2 separate regions of the Rattus norvegicus genome follow, and region 2 is linked to region 1. Evidence: chromatin contacts called from public Hi-C data. All regions are on one chromosome and are shown on one strand. Each heading gives the region's core, a stretch centred on a gene start, on an enhancer-like site or on the middle of the called end of the contact. The rest is flanking DNA. Distances are from core to core; before and after follow the strand shown. Region 1 overlaps Fap (fibroblast activation protein, alpha). Region 2 overlaps Ifih1 (interferon induced with helicase C domain 1).

Region 1 (6,937 bases), core at 2,470-4,969:
AAGACTTGTTTAGACCATGATAAGGTTAGTTTGGAGTAAATTAAGAATGATGCCCATGGAAGTTGTGTCCTGAAGGAGAGACGACAGATACGCAACTGAAACATAAAATTTAGAAAAAAAATGGGCTGCAAGTGGCCAAATTCTGCAACCAGATCATGCTTGAAACCCCAGAGTTTGCTCCAATGACCTACAGAATATTGATGGGTGAAGGCTACACTCAGAGGCATACTAACATTTAAAAGACAATCACAATGGCACAGAATACAAAAAGCTACACACACTTTCCTTCGTGTGGCCCGCTAGGTCCTTGTTATCAGATGACTTACTTCTCCAGGCATCTCCAAATTTTGCATACACTTGACCAACTCCCACATGCGTCTTTACTTTATCAAGACCAGAAGAAATGTGATCTTCACACTCTGGATTATCTATTTACTAAGCTATTATTGTCCATCAAAGATGTTGACTCATATCTGATGCCTCTATTAGCTCTCCCAGCCACAATTAACCATGTTTCTTCCTGATGTTGTGCACAAGTATATCTCTTCAGAAATCATTGTTTTTCTACATTCTTCCCCTAAATGAAAGTCAAATCTTGGGCTGTTTCACCCTTTTATCCATGAAGAACCTAGCATGAGGGCTGGGGATATGATTTGTCAAGGTAGAACTCTATCATGCAAAACTGGGGAAAGTAGTGTATGTTTGTCGTCCCACCACTTGGAAGGTAGATTCAGGAAGATTAGGAGTTCCAGGTCATTCTCAGATATATTGGTAGTTGAAAGGTAATCTGGAATGCATGAGATTATGTCAGAAAAAAATTGCTTAACATGGACCTAGTTGAGATATAATGATAATTTATGAGGATGAAGAAATGGATATCAGAGACCAGATGTATGCGTTAACAAGAGTGGAATGTCCCAAGCTGGAAGGACCAATATACAGAGGAACATAGCATTGTGGCTTAAACACCTTGTTTCGTCCAACCTTCTTGGGTCTACTCAGGCATGGACTGAATTGGCAAGCCACTCATTGCTTTCTTCTTTAAAATGTGCTCTTACAAGCATGCTTCATGGTCATGGCCATGCGAGAGAGTCAGCAGTGCAGGGAATATAAAATACGATTTCTTTTGATGGCATTTACACAATCAGATATGGTAAGCGGCTCTTATTGGAGGACTCTGGGTTGTTATAAATGTACTTCTGGGTGATGAGTAGGTTTTCAGGTCAGCCCATGTAGAGGATTCTCTACCAAAGTAATACCTAACCGTGTTCCGTAAGTGAAATGGAAAGTTTTAGTTATGCTTACTCAGAGCCTCAAGAAAAAAATAATAAAATGCTAATGATTATATGTGATTTGCTTAAAATGAAACTCTGTCAAAGATCTACTTTAGGAATTTCACAACAGTGGATAGTACAAAAGGTCTTATCTGAAATATTTCCCTATAAAATATTCTGCTGAATCCCACCCTGCTGAGATATTTAACATTTGATAGTTTTGAGAAGCAGCAAATGGCTTGAAAGAACAACTTTCTCCAAATTCCTCAGAGCCCTTCATCTGGTCAGTGAGCTGGGAGTTGAGCTGGATTCTGCAGATTTCCTTTCAGTGCTGGGTTTTATCCCCTCCATCGTGTGCAGGCCTCGCTCACAGAGGGTAGCCAAGACAATAACCAAGCAAAACCGGATGCAAATTGACTTGCACATGTACACATTCAGACCAAAAAGTGAAGCACGGAGGCTTCTTTAAGGGGCAACAATAATAATTCATGATGGGCGGATGTAATTAATTATCATAATTCATGATGGGCAAACTAACTCTCCCCAATATTTCTCTAGAGTGACTAATGACTTCATTGCCTATAGTGAATAACTTCTGCCACTCATTTCTGAGTTTATTGTTAATAAACCCTGACAGGTGGGGGAGTGTCATGTCCATGACCAACAGGTAGGGAGCCAAATAATGCTTCCTTTCAAATTATACTCAACTCACATTGGGTCTCCAGGGATACTTTGGTTTTCCCCAAAAACAAAAACGCCTAACAGCTCTGTTAGGTTCACACTGCTCCAGATAAATAGTAAGCAACTTTCATACCAAAAGTTCCTATCATGTCAACCCTTAGCTCAGATTTTTATGGAAATGAAATACAAAACATAAAATAAATATTAAATCCAAAATCAGAGAGGTAAGCAAGCCTTTGAAGGGCATAGTGTGTTTCAATACGCTATACTTTAGTATTAAAAACCAAGTGAAATGTGTCAATTATGGATTCATTTGCTACACAAAGAAGAAAATTAAATCAGGAAAAAAAGGAACAAACACTTAAAACCACCACTTCAAAGCTGATATTATCCAAATTGACTGTTTCTATTGACAGATTAAATTATGTTGCAACATTGACATTTCGTGAAAAAAAAAAAAAAAACCCTTCTGAGCGAACACTTTTCGAAAATGAGGATTGCCGAACTGAGTAACAGGCAGAGAACACATAAAACAACTCACCCATCCCCATATGGCTATTCTTCCTTCATCAATGAAACCCATTTCTATGAATTTTCTGAAGTGAAAGAAACAAATTTTTAGAATTTTAATTGTGTACACATGACATTTACTTCATTACACAAGCATATTTAATCCAAAGCTTTAATAGAAACGCTTCATCTCTTTGTTTAGACAAATGCATAATAAGGCTGGATTTACAAACAGCTAAAATAATAGTGTCGTGTTTTCTGCAGAGGATAAAAGGCTCATCTTAGACTCCACTCTTCATCCTTAGTGATCCCAGTGTCCTCAGGCCCAGTGTTTGAATCTTGTCAGTTAGCAAAGCCTGTCCCCAGATTACCTCGTTAGAATACAGTGGCATCACTACTAGTACCAAATTTCTAAATCCTTGGGCCTTGGAAAGGGTTTTTGTTTCACTGCCCATTCAATTTTTATTAAATTTGTATCACTTTATTTGCATAGTTGTTGATAACCATCATTTTGATTCTAGGTCCTATTCAATGAAAAATCTATTCTTGCTGTTCATAAATAGGAGCCCCCCTCCCCAATTTACTATGGTATGAACAACTAACTATATCTACATGTATCCTTTTAAAAAAATGTTGAAACGATTTGCTCAGCTCCATCACATTTCTAAAACGTTTTCAAAACAATTTATTTCTTTAGGAATAACAGACTATAATAAAAACAACCTTTAAGACTCCCGGGAAGCTTCCAAAGCAATGTTTGCCGTTCGTTTATACCTCAATTCTCTAGTATTCTAGAGAAAATGAGACTCACTGGGAGAGTGGGTTAAGAGCCCCAAGAAAACTTTATAGGGATCAGAAGCAAGAAAGAAGGGGTGACTGAGTGAGTGGGCCCTGGAGAACACCACATTAGGGAGATGGAAGGGAGGGACCCAGGGAGGCGTGGCCCCCAAAACACATTGGTGTGGCCTCTGCTTTCTGTTTATGCCTTTCTTGTCAGTTTTCTGGAAGTAGAACATGCGTGTCTCTTTTGTTAGTGGAATAATGGAATTTCTTCTTTTCTTTTGTTGTTCTGGGAATTGAACCCAGGTCCTTAGGTTTACTATACTAATGCTCTACCTCTGAGCCCTTTTTGCCAGCTCTGTAGAATTACTTAAAGGGATTTTATAGCAACCATTTCGCTCATTGCATCGACTCAGCATGCACGTTTCTGACGCATTGAGGAGTTGGGCAAATGCCCGGGACAAACAGATGGGAAGAGGCCCCGTTAGTCACAGCTTACCCGACACGAATTCTGAAGGACACTGAGTGTACAGGGAAGAAACGGAGTAGCAAATGGAAAATTGCTACCTGTGTGGAAGCAGATCAAGGGAAAGCGAGCAAACGTGCCGAGAACGTGGCCCTTCGGCCATTCTCCCACACATTTCAAAATCAAAATGGGAGACGAGGAGGTTCGCTTTCTTGTTAAAAGATAGTCTCACTACTGGTGTTGGAAGACAGTTCTGAGCCATAAAATCGGTCATGATTTTATGATCTCCTAGAAGCTAACAATCATACTGCCTTACATCTGGGGCACAAAGCAAATAACAGGTGATGCACAGAAACAGGAAATTCTTATCGGCTCCCTGGCTAGGTTTATTCTGAAAGGATGACATTTGCAGGAAATGATAGTTTAGTGGTTAACATGGAAACGACACATTAACACTTAACGTGGCAGGACTAGGTTAAAGGTTAGCTAGATAAAACAAGCCTTCTGAGATCAACAAGGCTCTATAAACTTCATCCTCAAAATCTGGAAAGCTTCCTGGAAGGTGAGTTATCAGAAACTACTGATAATATGGTTTAATCAACACAGTAAAGTAATACGTGAAAAAGGTATTTTTTTTTTTAAATATCAGAGGTTAAACTGAACTTCATATATCCTTCCCATTTTAAAACAAATGACTCTGGGTTAAGATCATCTTGAATCCTACTAACTGATTACGCTATTTGAGTTTTCTTTTTGACACTATTAAGAATGATAATATATATTTTTTCTCTTAAAATTTTTCATCATTAACCCTTAAATCACATAAAATTAAGACTTCGGGACTATATAAAATGCTGACTATACTCCAAATGAGTGGAGCTGATAATCTCTGAAAATTTGTGATTGTCTAAAATGTGGCATTTTCCAAGAAGCCTGAAGAAACCGTGTTCCCGTTCCTCCAGCGCTTGTGAACTTGCTACCATCTGTTCCTTATGAGATTCTCATGCACGGGCGGGCTATAAGGTGATATTGGTCTCCTATTCCTCTGTTTTCCACTTGGTTTGCATTTATTAGCTTGGCTTGACCAGTACTTACTGCTGTTTCAAACTCACACACACAGTTTTCTGTTGACACATAGAAAATCACCTATATAAAAAATTTTAAGAGATTCAGGGAAAACAATTTCATTTCTGGGTTGATTCGAGAGTGACAGTCTTCAGGTTAGGTGTTTGCTATCTGATTCCTAAAAGGTCAAGTTGGGAGACAGGGAGTTGAATCATTCTCGATATCATCCTATTTTTTTTCCTTTTTAGCCTTTCCTTTCGGGAAGAGCTGGATCCTTAGGTCTCTTTTACATGTCCATGTAACAGAGATTTCAAACAAAGCTAGGGCCAGCCGAGGGACTCTGCACCGTCGCATGTGTTGCTTGAATGGGCCTTGCAGCCACTCTGTGACCTTTGCTCTACAAGAGGCATGTTAAAAATCCCATCTAACAGTAATGCCTCCCCTTAAAGCACCCTTAGATTTTAAATGCATGGAAAACAAGGGCTGCCAGTTTGCACTGCTTTGTACGGAATGTAATATGGTGACACACAATGAAACGTGGCATGCACTGTTAAGTGGCTGAGCACGTGGGTATGCTTGCCCTACATCAGGAAAGCATTCTCCAGATAACATACTAGAAAATAAAGGTTCAGGGAAAGTAATGGCCACCAGTTATTACCTCTGTTACATCTGCAAGCAAGTACCAAAGACAAGTTAGTGTTACTGCAAAATTGATACAAGATAGGATTTAAGGCCAGAAATAACAATTTTCGTTAAGGTCCTTACATGGGCTTCAGATCTATACTTTTACTTCATTCAACAGAGTAAATTAAGAATTCATTATTTGTGATGGTAAATCAGTGGTTTAAATGGCATGACATAGTTTATTGTTAGTAGGCTGTATAATTATGATTGTTTTAAGCCAAAGATAAAACAAACTGCCCTATAGTTCTATCAACCTTAGAAGACATTTAAAGACATGATTTATAATTTTTTATCTACAAGCTCTTGCAACATCTTTGGTTTATATTTCCTTGGTGTTTTTATAGTTTAAGTATGAACAGACAAGACCCAAGTTGTACCTCTAGCAAAACACCCAAAGACTTAAAGCTGCAAGGCTGACGAATGTGTTCTACTCTTCACTGGACACATCAAAGTCCAGAAAAACTAAGCAGAGAATTTAGCTCAGTAGGTTAAGTGGTTGCTTAACACTTACAAGGTCCTAGACTTGCCTTCTAACACAGCCGAAACAAAAACAAAAACAGAATACAAAATCCTCTGTTGCCCCAGTGGAGTTCATCTTAAATCATTTCTTCACTGGACAAAATTCTTCCAAATAAATTGATAGCAAAAATATCAAGTCTGGATCAGCAAAGATCACGTAGCCTCCGAGAAGTGAGGGATTAATTATAAGTTTCGATGTTGCATAACAATGTAGTCATTAATTTATTGTCTTTTATTAAAATTCACTGCTCCACTTGAACACATTGTGTCTGTGGGTAAGTGGCCACTCACTAAATGAAATAAACATCAGAGTGTATGAGTCATGACTGCCTTTCTAGTCCTAAAATCAGTTACATATGAATCTAAATGTTTCTGCTTTGACTAGAGTCAGAAATATAATAAACAATATCCCTTACACATGCTGTCTGGACCTTTTCCATATGTGTTAAATTAAATCTCTTTTGTATATGTTGATCAGTATTGCTAAGATCAATGACACTGAGGGGGATAAGAGATATTGTACTAAGTTTTATTTAAAATTGATCTTTGTTGCCTTTAGCTGTTACATGTGCAAAATCATCTATAGTTACAATGCAACCAGTCAGCAAGCCTTTAGCATTCAGACTGGTAAACTCGGATTCACTGGCTTCACCTCCTCACTCTATAGGAATAGGAGTCTGGGGCAACCGTGTATACTGTCCCTAGTGCAGTAGAGTTTTATTGACAACATTGTTTTAGATCCCAACAAGATGATGGGTCCGTTAACTCTGGTTAGAAATATAGCTGGGAAAAAAAAAAGAAATTAGATCTGCCTTCCTTCTAAATGTTTTCAGAATATTTCATCCATTATATGAAAGCAGGATCCTTTTGACAAAAGGAACATAGGCATCTGTTCTTATGGTAGCATGGTAAAATATGACAGCAAGATTATTCACAAATCAACTTCCAGCACCTAGGA
Region 2 (6,937 bases), core at 2,505-5,004, 110 kb after region 1:
CACAGGCCACTCTTTTTGAGTGTGTGCTTAATGAGTTTGACAAATGTTTCCCGTTCCACAGGTAACCAACGGAGATATTTTTATCCCCCTACAAGTACCCTCGAGCTTCTCTGCTCTTGATACTTCCCTGCTGTCCGTTGCCTACCACTGGTCTGGATTCTGGCTCCCCAGCCTTATCCTTTCTAGAATGTGTTGCAATTGGATTCATGAAACATACAACCTTCTCTTAACTTAGAGTACAATATCTGGGAGCCATTCACGCTTTGTGTGTATCAGTAATTCCTTGCTTTTTGTTGTGTACTTTTGTTCCTATGGAATATGTCCTTGGCCTATTAGGCTTCTCCCTACAATTTCATTTAGTCCATTTAGGTTGAAAGATAACATCGGAATTTCAGCCCATGCTAATCAAATACGTAAGACATCGTCGTTAAAAAATTAGAAGCTGAAAAGGAAGTTGTGCAAAGACTCTCAGTGGACATGCATACTGTTTAACTATATTAGCACAACATAAATACACTAATGTGAAAATACTGTGCTTATCAGTTGTCACAGATTAGCTCCGGAACTCAGATTTGAGGAATCCCTCGTGATTACACGGGAAAACCTGTATATCTCACAGAGAGATTTTTAAATATGGCACTTTGCAATTCCCAGAGGTATGTCTTGTTAGAAGCTCAGAGGCGAGTGTGGGATAGAACTGTCAAGTCGAAGAGCGTTTTGGGCAGATGTACTGATGAAAAGAGACTATGATTTGTAAGGGGAAGGCAAGGTGTAAAATAAGATGGGAGAATGTCATTGCAAAGATAATTCCATGTCTAGACACACAGGCCAAGATTTCTGTGGCAAAAAGTAAATTTCGACATATTTTCCATTTGTTATTTTAAATGTAGAATTGAGAGCTGGAAAATGCCAATAAACACAATCTAGAAATTAGATATTGTTCCTGATAAATTTTTCCAGTGCAATAGATAGAGAAATCCTATTTGACCTTTTTTTTCATTCCCCAATGATTAGCAGTTAAACTATAATCTTAAACTCATTCTCGGTATATGTTAAGTCGAGTTTTCTCCCCGCCTTCGTTCTAGCATATGTAAGTTTGTGGTGGAAGCTGCATACAGAGTAAGCAGATAATTTATTGATAATTATTAGTGAATAATTGATAATATTCATTAGCATTGGTACTAAATACAGCGGGTGGCGGATTAAGCTCAGTATTTGGTTACATAGATTTCACAATCACATCTTGTACGGTGTCAAAACACTGAGCTCAGAGCTTTCCCAGATGTAATGCAAATTATGGTAGTATCTTCTGCCGTAGACACCCCCATTAGCAACTCAACTTTAAAGGTGAGAAACCAATATTCAGAGAGGTTAAATGACTCATCCGTGTCACCCAGCATCCCAGTGCTTCTTACTCAGCGCTCATGACTCATCATTCGTGTGCAGGGGATCTCTAAGCTTCTGCATCCTCGGTGCTAAGGGAAATGAAGCTCACTTTAAGACATCAATTTCATTGTAACGTCAAGGTCTCCCTAAAAACTAAACCATCTTATCCTTCCAAGGAACAAGTTAGAGAGATGTTGGCTCTTTGCTAATACATTCTGACTCATGGATGGACACCAACTTTCCACTCCTTTCTCCACACTTGCACTTGCACACCTATCACGAAGGGACGCTTCTGCCTTCAAAGCACAAACCCAATCTTAGCAACTCGGTCAAGAGATCACTGTAACGGTAAAAAGGTGGACAGAGAGCTCCCTTGCTTTGTTTAAAGTGCACGCAAGCCCCAGCTTCTCCTCACAAAAGGCAATGTAATTTCCCAAGCAGCCCTTTTTTGTGCAATATTATTTGTTCTTTCTTAGAATAGATTCATTAAAGAAAAGAAATCTAATAATAAAGAAAATAGTCTATCTCCAGCGGCACTGAAAGTTCCTTCCCTGCAGGTTTTCTCTTTGAAATCGATTTAAGAAAATGTGCGTGCACGTGTGCATATATACCTCCAGAAAAGCAATACCAAGAAATTGTTGATGCATTTCTTTTACAACAACAAACCATGTTTCGAGTCTATGTAGCAAAAGTGAATTGCTACAACTGATTTACTTATGATCCTCCTGTTTTTGTCTTTGACGTTTCCAAGGCAGGTCAGTCTGGAAGGTTCTAAGATTCAAAGCAATGCACTTTTCCTCTTAGAGAAGACATGCAAAGCAGAGGTTGGAGGCACGGCTTTCCTGTGAAGTGATCCGGTGCTTTGGAGACCAGGGATGCCTCCCAGATCTGAACTCAGCCACTGCTCACAGGTGGCTTGTTTCCATTTAAAATTACAGATAGTCGCTTCTACAGTTTTACATTTTATTGTAATGGTGATCCTGTTAAACCAGGGACAAGATTTTTGAAGGGAAATAAATTTAATAAACTCTTGTAGATTTGTATCATATATTGGAATCACAGTGTTCAATGGGCTTAATTGACTTTTACATATGTCATTTTCTTCTAAGGGAGTGATCAAAGCCAACTAGGAAATAAATTTGAAAATGGCAGGCATGTCTATTAATATAGTTGTCTATATGGAATTAATTGGGGCCAGAGGAAAAAATCATACTTGTTCAATTAGGAGATAGATGGATTTTCAAAATAAGAAAAAATAAAGAATAATAACTTCACAAGTAAGATAAAAACAACAGCTTTGCTTACAATGACAGTAATCTCTAAGAGAGGCTGTAAAATCATGTGTGGGGGCAAAAAAAAATCTCTTCATTTTGGAAACACGTTTTTGAATATTTTGGTAATAGTAAAAAATATTACTGGAATCTTAGAAATTTCGTATTTTTTAATGTGTTATAGACCTTACATACTTTTAAAACATTTTAAAAATCGTTTAGAAACCAAAAAAATTCACAATAAAATATTGAAAGCAAAGATGGGGAGGTGGGAGGGTTGGCGAGTTTAGATTCATTTTAATGCAACGTCTGCCCTCTGCTGGAATATACTAGTATAGCAGGCAATGAACAAATAATACTGTGTTTCCTATAAGGCTCCCTTAAGTAAAACGCAACTTCTTTTCCCTCAGGTAGACTTTCTCCTAGTCTAGAAACTTTTCACGCTGCGGACTCTATCTTTTCCTTCTTGCAGCAATCCATCACAGCTTCTCTCTGTGGTGAAAAGTGGGTTTACATGCGGCAGGAAACAGCGGCAGCGAAAAGGATTTCCCTGTACCTCGGTGAAGAACATATATGCTCTGTTCTGTTCTCCCTGGAGCTGGTGGGGACAGGGTCTACACCTCACTGAATTCCATCTCTCAGAGAAGTCATACTTTTCTCTTACTGTGACCTTGCCTTACACTTGAACATCATACCTATCTTTCCTCGAGTTTCATAATGCTCTTGCCGGGGTTGGGGATTTAGCTCAGTGGTAGTGCGCTTGCCTAGCAAGCGCAAGGGCCTGGGTTCGGTCCCCAGCTCCGAAAAAAAGAAAAAGGAAGAAAAAGAAAAAAAAACATAATGCTCTTGCCACAGATTAACCCAAGAGCTTGAAGCACGTCCTTGTGTTGGCACAGACACAAGGCTGCGTGGACCCCTTAAACGGGCTTACTTTCATACTGCTAATAATACATATTTCCTTTTCTTTAGGAATAACAATCTTTTCTTTGAGAGGAAATAGATTACTTTTATTTTCAGCTCTATGTATATGGATCTACACACACGCTCACATTTTGGTCTGTCATAGTTCGCTCTGTGTGCCAGGGAACATGTGTTCCTGCAGAATGGAGAGAAGCCACCTCCACCCACCTTGCATATTCTATCCTGGATCCAAGCTTCTAGGAAATGAGTTCCCCAAAGAGAAAAAGAAAATCTCTCTTAGAGCCACAGGCCCACATGGCCATTCGTGGAGCTCCTCTGCTCCTGTTTATAGGTGTATGTGTGTTTGCGTAAGTGCGTGCATGCATGTGTGTATGTATGTGCGTGTGTAAGCGCACTCATGTGTGCGTGTGTGCGTGTGTGCATGTGCACATGTGTGCACATGTGTGCATGCGCATGTATGTGTGTGCTGAAATATGTCAGCTAGAATTAAATATGAGTCATGCATAACGATGTTGGCTTAACGTTTATCATCTCTGCCTGCTATCCTTTGCTCCAGGGGCCAAACACAGAAAGAACGTTATTAAAATATAGGGTTGTAAAAGTGACTACACCTACCAGGAGAACTTACCCCCTAACTTAATGATGAAGGTAGAATGTTCTAGACATTCACAATTCTAGACCTTGATAACCACACTAGAAGTCCTGTCATTAACAGCAGCCATGGACTGTAAGAAAGAAGAAGATGACTTGGAAACTTTAAATTCATAGATGCCTGCTGGAAAGGCTGAAGGACCTAAGCGATCCTAACCAGACCGGAGGGAAGTGCAAGCGCAGATATCACTAAGGGTGCCCAGGTAATGCTCAATGACAGGTTCTTGCCGGGGCTTAAAATGACTGCCAACTTCCAAGGTACACATCTTCTCATCATGAGCAATGCCAAGCTGCCAGCGTGATGCCCTGGGGTAATTTCTTACATGCACTGTGATGGTATTTCATGAATATCCAGACAATGAAATATTAATTTAAGGGAGTTTTAATTTTCGTTTTGTTTTGTTTGTTCTCCTTGGGCAACAGCAGGAAAAATCTCTAAGACACATTAGTTCTCTTCGGTCTTAGAGGTCTTAATGTGTATTTCTGTCCCCAGTCACCCTCTTACATCACATTTCTGACACACTTCAAGCTTTCTTATAACTTCCTTTAGTGGTGACGTTCACTCAGCCTGAAATGTTATCAGTCACATCTGTTCACAAAACCACCAGAAGGCAGCCGTCCATGGCTCAGACGAATGTCTGTCCTTCCCGCCTAGCTAAGGTTCTTTGGGGTAACCTTCCTTCTTTCTCAAGTCTGCCTCCAAACCCTTTAACACCTAGATTTGGGGCTTTTCTTTCCTTTCTATTGATTTTCCTTGACTTGGTTACTGTTTGTCTTTGAGAGCTTGTGATACATATTTTCCTATCCAGAGCATATCATATTAAGATATGAACAAAATGGTTTGGTGTGCCCTGACCAACTCAATTCTCTCTTGCCACTAGTCTGGCTTTCAGTCCTTCTTCACAACTCAAGGTAGAGAAGGTAAGTTCTGATAATCAAACCAAAATTTGAGACCATCGCTTTGTGATGATCCTGCTCAAAGAGTTGTTTGAAGTTATAAAATAAACCCAATCTATATTAATTTCGCTGTAGACATGCACTACTCAGTTTTCTTACTGATAAAAATACCCGTGGCATTATCGCCCAACTCTGGATGACTGGCTGATAGCCCTTTTAGAACAGCTGTGCAGCTGTGAGTCACAGAACACGCTCGGTTAGAAAAGAAGGAACATAAAATCCTTCATAAGCATTAATCCCAGCATACTCCTCCCTTTCCCTCCCCCTCTCTTCAAATTACTATCTACCCTTAAATGGCCCCTGCAGTACTGCAAACCCAGTGAATGGTAACTGAATTTAAGAAAATATGAAGGATGGACCACATAATATGAGCCAACTCTGAAACGGTAATATACTGCTCCAGTCATGGTCTTCCTTTAGCTTCAAATGTTGTGGCATTTATTTCTAGGTTTCTAAAAAATTGCTAGATTTTTCTACAGGCTAGGGATAAGAAGCGCTATTCGGATCCTTAAGTGCAAGGATAAATTTCGTGACACTTTCACAGAAATAAGTATAGACTGAGCCTAAGATTGGACTTTTGGTCTATGAAAAGGAACAACAAAAACAAAAACAGAAAACAAAAAACAGAAAACAAAAAACAAAACAAAACAACAACTACCAAAAAAGTGCTGTGACAGATTGGGCCAGGGAGAAAGAGCCTGTTTTATAAAGGTCAATTTTTAAACCCCTCCTACAGAACATGATCTATGCAAAATATCTTCACAATATATTCCAAAGCATAATGTCACCGGATAAACCTAAGGAGCTGAACATATGGGGGAATGAAAAAGAAGGTATTACAGTCTGAAAACAAGCAGGTTGGTGAGCTCATTAGCTGGGGTGGAATTTTAAAATCTTCACGTGAACGAATATATAAATCAAAATATACACACGCGTGCTGGGTCATGCGCACTGTATATTCACACATGGCACGCTAGTTACATTATCATTTTCCACACTGGAGCAGAGACATCCTCTCTTTATAAATGTCAAAGCGCCCTCTGCTGATCGTTCTGAGGTACTTGCATTTCTAGAGTCCAAACAAGGTGCTCTAATGGATCCAAAGAGAAGCTTCAGGATTTGTTGTTTGTGCAGTGTTATGTAAAAGTGTTCCTTCCAAACCCAGTAGCAGTCCCCTTGTTTGAAATCTCATTTACTATACTTTTTTTTTCATTTACTATACTTTTATTTTACCATAGCACTTCATTTCCTAAAATAGAATAATAAAAATGCCACGTTAAAAAGTAACTACTCACTTGTTTTGCCCAAGCAATAGCAGATATTTAGAAATGACTTTAATTTTTCTGTAACTGTATAGAATTAAAATAATCTGTAGAATGGGATAAGTCCCTTTGGAGTCTTCCACGTAAATATGGTCAAAGGAAACATCAAAATTCTGTGATATTTTGTTCTAAAATTGCCAGTGACTTCAGAAGGCAGGAGAGCCATATACATCATGACCATCCCACTGCAGTTCTAAAATGTGCAGCTGCCATTTAGAAATTACTGTGTTAATTTGGGAAAGACAATGCTTTAAAGGAAATCTTTGTTTATTTTAATTAAACCAAGAAAAAACTGCATTTCAAGGGGGGGGGGGAGACAGCATCTCTCTCAGGCATTTTTCTTTATTGTGAGAATTTCATAACTGTCTTCAATAACATATTATTGTTACTCCCCATTTTCCTCCTCCTGCTTCCCCTAAATTCCCCATA

Evidence for each region. A called contact is a pair of places that touch in the nucleus more often than the background predicts.
Region 2: a contact with region 1 is called in a Hi-C map of frontal cortex, with 3 times the contacts expected there. The contact joins two enhancer-like sites. A contact is called at or near these places in 2 of 12 Hi-C or Micro-C datasets (Schwann cells and frontal cortex).

What each region holds. Positions count from the first base shown.
Region 1 is chr3:67,556,417-67,563,353 of GRCr8, forward strand. It overlaps Fap (fibroblast activation protein, alpha), which reads right to left. Exons shown (of 26, transcript NM_138850.1): 21 at 2,497-2,551. Among named protein-coding and RNA genes, the nearest start is that of Gcg, 28 kb to the left of the region's middle. Within about 2 kb of position 3,720, at least 5 of the 93 cell types and tissues checked have an H3K27ac peak or open chromatin away from gene starts, as enhancers often do.
Region 2 is chr3:67,663,562-67,670,498 of GRCr8, forward strand. All of the region lies in intron 3 of Ifih1 (interferon induced with helicase C domain 1), which reads right to left. Among named protein-coding and RNA genes, the nearest start is that of Ifih1, 17 kb to the right of the region's middle. Within about 2 kb of position 3,755, at least 11 of the 93 cell types and tissues checked have an H3K27ac peak or open chromatin away from gene starts, as enhancers often do.